Regions from separate parts of the Mus musculus genome. Here region 1 is linked to region 2. The links are chromatin contacts, called in public Hi-C maps. All regions are on one chromosome and are shown on one strand. Each heading gives the region's core, a stretch centred on a gene start, on an enhancer-like site or on the middle of the called end of the contact. The rest is flanking DNA. Distances are from core to core; before and after follow the strand shown. Region 1 has its middle 130 kb from the start of Gm30305. Region 2 has its middle 24 kb from the start of Gm12290.

The links. Hi-C and Micro-C count contacts between places; a contact is called where the count stands out from the background.
Region 1: a contact with region 2 is called in a Hi-C map of liver, with 2.0 times the contacts expected there. The contact joins two enhancer-like sites. A contact is called at or near these places in 1 of 39 promoter capture datasets (liver) and 1 of 484 Hi-C or Micro-C datasets (liver).

Annotation. Positions count from the first base shown.
Region 1 is chr11:64,587,981-64,590,779 of GRCm38.p6, forward strand. No RefSeq gene overlaps it. Among named protein-coding and RNA genes, the nearest start is that of Gm30305, 130 kb to the right of the region's middle. Within about 2 kb of position 1,256, at least 21 of the 459 cell types and tissues checked have an H3K27ac peak or open chromatin away from gene starts, as enhancers often do. A contact at or near this core is called in liver, where this site is marked.
Region 2 is chr11:64,186,864-64,189,668 of GRCm38.p6, forward strand. No RefSeq gene overlaps it. Among named protein-coding and RNA genes, the nearest start is that of Gm12290, 24 kb to the left of the region's middle. Within about 2 kb of position 1,263, at least 18 of the 459 cell types and tissues checked have an H3K27ac peak or open chromatin away from gene starts, as enhancers often do. A contact at or near this core is called in liver, where this site is marked.

The sequences.
Region 1 (2,799 bases), core at 6-2,505, 400 kb after region 2:
GCCCCAGATAAGAGACCCCGAGTTTGCCACAGAGGTTAATCCATTCCTGCTGTGGCTCTGTGGAAAAGGAGCCGCTTATCCAAAGTGTCATACTCAAAGGAACGAGTCCTGGGAGCTGGCCACTCACCTCACAGCCTGGGCAGGCAGGCGAGAGGCCCCGCCTGGAATCCCAGCTCTTTCTCATCAAGCATACAATTTCCCCTGGGTTCACTGGGCCTGTCCTAATTCTTGCTAACTGATGGTAATTTTGACCTGTGAGTTAACGGGAACTGCCCTTTGAGTTTCTTTTGGCCTTCATGCAATCTATTAAGGCACTTAAGCTTCTGCTTTTTACATAAAACACTCCTATTCTTAAAAACAAACTTTTAAGTCAAAAATGACAGGGTTAATTATTCTGAAATATGCTGTTTATAGCCCAAACTCCATAAAACAGAATACATGATTTAATACACATCCAAGACAGCCCTGGTTTTCATTTCTGCACAATCAGGGACTAAATCTATGTCACTCACTCCCCGATGTGCGCTGGAAATGGTTTCACGTTCCATCTTACTCTAAATTACACCCATTGAGATCATGATGGGATGCAGTCTACGTTGTTGCCAAAACCTGCTAGGTTGGATCATCTATTAAAGTCTATTTATTTTTTATGACAAACAGGAAAAATGACAAAGCAGCTACCGAATGCTCGTTAATGAACACCAAATGGCTCCCGAGGTCCCCTTCATACTGCACTCATTTGTTCAGGAGTCCAGTTAACTTCCTCTTTGGTGCTCTGCCTCCCCCCAGAACCCTCCCCAGAAGCTGGTTTGCATAAGCTGTGGGGACCAAGCTGCTTGCCATCTGCCCTTGTGCTCTGATTCTGGAGTCAGGTCAAAAGTTTGGTTTGGGTTTGACAATACACACGGAAAGAAGGGCATCCCACGTGCCTCTGGAGTCATCACGGGCCAAATGTAAAAAAATGAAAGAAAAAAAAAAGAAATAGCAGAAGTTAATTATGGAAGGCACCATGTTCAGACCAAGAAGAATTTCTTAAAAAGAGTTACAGAGAAAAACACCCAAGCCAAAAACACTGCATTTGGAGTCAATTTGATCAACAGTTGCGGTTTTGACGGTGTTGCAGCCTTTTACACGGTGTCTGTTTTTGTAGGTTTATTTGAAAGCCTTCCCTGGTTTCACTTACAGCCACAGCTAACCCATCATGCTCTGGGTTACCAGGTGGTGACGGTGCCAGCTCATGAGCAAACCCCAGCACGTTCTGGCAGCACAGGGCACTTTGTACCCAGTGACCTTCTTGGATTGAGTTTCCAGATAGTGGAGCCCGTGGGGCCCCGAGGCAAAAGAACAGTTTCTACCTTCTTCATAGCATAGTACAGAGCAGAGGACTAGTTGACCATGCCTGCTGTCACCCAACCCAGCTGTAGCTGGCAGTCATGGTGACCTTATTTCATCAGGTTCTAGGGGCTGCCAAAATGGTACATTTGCTTATTGGCCATGTCTCCAAAACACCATGTCTGTTTCCTCCTTTTAGCATTTTGGGCATGGTAAAGGTTTTGTCTTTGTTGTTTGTTTCTTTTCCTGTGTCTTCATTAATTCCTTAATTCATGGCAGCAACCATTCCAGTTTGAGCTGGAAGTTTGAGTTGTTTTTTTGTTTTGTTTTGTTTTGTTTGTTTGTTTGTTTTGTTTTGTTTTAACAGTGCCGTGTTGATTTCGCTGAAAAAAAATCATTATGGTTTTAATAAATAGGTCCAAGGATGCTAGGACTATGTGAGGTGAAATTTATCTTGTGAAGATGCCAAGTGAAACAGGAACGTGAAGTACAAAGAAAACAAAAATCCATAGTTTCAACAAAGATGGGGTTGTATAGAAACTTTCTAACCTTAACTGAAACTACAGAAATAAATATTTTCTCATGACTGTGTGTGTGTACATATGCATGTGAGTATGCGCGCGTGCGTGTGCGTGTGCGTGTGCGTGCGTGTGCGTGCGTGCGTGTGCGTGTGCGTGTGCGTGCGTGTGCGTGCGTGCGTGTGTGTGTGTGTGTGTGTGTATGTGTGTGTGTGTGTGTGTGTGTGTGTGTGTGTGTGTGTGTGTGTGTGTGTGTTGCTTGTAGTGCAGGAGAACATGGGAAAAATAAAGTGCTCCCCTAGGCTTGGCATATTTTGCCTTTTAGTTAATACTCAGGAAATAGCCTTTTCCATCTGCTTTGTGTATGTAGCAGAAGTCTGCTAAAGTAATTGCTGGGCTGAAGTCTTTCATGCATTTCTGGCCATGGCTGAGATTCTCCCCGGCCACTCTTCATGCAAGGTGTGTGAAGTGATGACAGGTGAGCAGGCGCAGAGGGAGTCTGCGGTCCTGAGCAAGCGCAGAGGGAGTCTGTGGTCCTGGCTTGCTTTGCTTGACTTCAAATGGATGACAGTTCCATTGAGCCAGACCCTGCCTCAATTTGAATTCATTGCAGTTAGGAGTGTGAGGGACTTTGTTTCTAGCTTAAGTCTTTGGCATGATAAATTACATGATACCCAAGAAAATCTGAGTTTCCAAAACACAGTGAATAATCTTTTAGAATAAGTATATCCCAAATATTGCATGAGACTTATTTATAGCCAAATAATTATCCATTGTTTACCAGGAATTAAAACTGAATTGGGTTGTCTGAGTTTTGTTCTTATGCTGTGTTTGATCACTCAGCTGATAAGGGCCTCATTTGTAAGTCACTTGAAGATACCAGGGAGAAAGAAACCAGAGAGCTGTGTTTGTTTGCTCTAACTTCTCTGAGCTTCGCCAAAACATATGT
Region 2 (2,805 bases), core at 13-2,512:
TAATTCCTAGTTGAGATTCCTCTTTCCCAGATATGTCTAGGCTTGTGTCCAGTTAATAAAAATGAACTCACACAGAAGAGAAGGAATTGAATCCTATCTTCTGTTCACAAACCAAATGGGTGTGGTTGTCAGGTGGCATCTCAGGCAATTCCCTGGAATGTTATGCAGTAAACGCTGAGTAAATTCTGAAAGTAGTTGTCAGATCCCTCTGTCTCTGGGAAGGATGATATGGGAAAGAACAAAATTGACCTTCTCCTTCAGAAAAAGAAAATGAGAGAGATGATGTAAGGAAGAGAGTAGGCAAACCCAGACGGTGGCAGGAAGCTGCTGCAGTCAGTGACGTCACAGGGAGATCTGACAGGACAGCACAGCACAGAGGCTTCCTGTCAAGCTAAGAAGAATTCAACCAGCCCAGATGGAGCACCTGCAGGGATGCTCTGTGGGGGATTTAGAGGTGGCAAGATGTGAACTTGTCTCCTGTGATGATGACAAGAAGTAAGGATGCTAAGGTCATCTGGGCAAAACAAACTTTAAAACATGCTATATAAATATTATAATATATGTAAAACCTAATTTTTATATGTACATATGCAATACATAATATAATATAAAATATATCCAATATTATAGACATGTATTGTAGGATACACTCATGTACCTATGTTTGTAAATAATTTTAAAGTAGTATTACCTATCTTCCTGGTAGCCTTAACTCAGTGCCTTCCTAATTTGGGAATGATGTAATCATTTCTAGTCCCCCATTAGAGACAGGGACACGACACTCTAGGACGGCACTCTACAAAGCAGGTGGTGTGATTTACCCAACAGTAGCATACAGGGCAGACCAGGTCCCTTTCTCATAGTAAGATTGTGACATAGGTCACTTGTGGTGGCACAGATGACAAGACCTTAGTTATTTCTACCCCTAGAAATAACTGGTAGCTATTTCTACCTCAAGACACAGTTTGTGCTGAGCCATAGCTCCCCTGGGGCCTAGTCTTCTGCTCAGGTGGAGCTCGGCAGACCCAGGAAGCTGTACAGAGGTCATGCACAGAGCTTTGCACCCCCATGCTGCCTCAGAACTCAGGGACAGACTCCCTTCATTACCCACATGGACAAAGATGGTTTGGTTTTGTGCCAGAGTTCTTGACTCTTTGGCTCTTGTTCCCCAAATCATCGATCTTATGCAGTGACACTGACGAGGGCAATTAACTGTCCCCGCTGTCCTTAAACTCTCCACTTGGTGGAAACAACAAACACAGCTCAATGCACTAGGGATTTCTCGCTTAATGTCTGCTGGCGTGTGGGGCTTTCACATCACTGACCTGAGTCTTTGGGTACCGGGCAAATGCATAGATCCCCTCCCAAGATTCTGTTTGTCTTCCAGTGTCAATATTAGTATAGGGAGGGTGATCAGTGGGAATGTGGCTGCTCAAATCAGTCACTGGAACAAAGAGAATCAAAGACCATGTCAACACTGTTTTGACTGAATTTGAGCCCAACAGGTGAGTCAATTCAGAGTAAAAGGTTGAACCCACTGGCCATGGAAACTCAGCAGAGGAAGCATGTCAGAAGCATGTCAGAAGCATGTCACCAGCGAGTACACCATGTGGCTTTAGAACAGTGGTTCTCAACCTCCCTAACGCTGCAACCCTTTAGTACAGTTCCTCATGTCATGGAGACCACTAACCACAAAATTATTTTCATTGCTACTTCCTAACTGTAATTTTGCTACTGTTATGAATCATAATGTAATATCTGTGTTTTCTGGTGGTCTTAGGTAACCCCTGTGAAAGGGTCACTTGACACCCAAGGTGGTCTTGACCCACAGGTTGAGAGCCACTGCCTTAGAGCCAAGCTCCACTCAAGAGATAACGTTATTTGTGCTGGGAAAACAGCAAAAGTTGCAAATAGCTGAGTTACATGGAAGGCCTTGTGCCCTGAGCAGTCCTGGATGTCTGTGTCTCATCAGAAGGAAACAACAACTCCCAGGGGCAGGCGGCTTGTCCTAGTTACTACTCACAGCAGTGACTCAAGGACCCTGACAAGGAGCAGCTGAGGGATGGCTTAGTTCAGCTCACAGTATGAGGGTGCAGGACATCATGCCTGGGAAAGGCCCATGGCAGGAGGATGGGTGTGGCCACATCACATTGGCAGAAAACAGAGAGATGATCTTATCTGTGAATTCTTCCAATGCTCTGCTTGTTTTTGTAGTCCCAGCCTACTGCATGGTGCTGCCCACACACAGTGTAGGTCTTCCCAGCTCAGATAAACCTCTCTAGAAATCTACTCTGCCCTAGACATATACCCACAGTAATTCTAGATCCAGTCAAGTTGGCAACGAGGATTGACTGTTGCACCAGCAAAGCCAACATGATGCCAGATCATTTTTATTTCTCAATAGCCACTCTTCAGTAAATGATGATTTCTCTCAGTGTATTAGGAGTCTCTAAGGCAGGGGTTCTCAACCTGTGGATCTTGACCGCACTGGGGAAGAGGTCAAGAGACCCTTTTACAGGAATCTAATATCAGACACCCTGCATATCAGATATTTATATTACCATCCATAACAGTAGCAAAATGACTGGTATGGAGTAGTAATATAAATCATTTTATGGTTGTGGGTCACCACACTATGAGGAACTGTACTAAAGGGCCACAGCATTAGGAAGCTGAGAACCATTGCTCTAAAGATCAAGAAGTTACAGAATGAATATATAATCGTATATATTCATACATACAAATATACACATATGTATATTATATGTGTACATTGTATTTATTAAAGAGGCATATAGGCTGTGT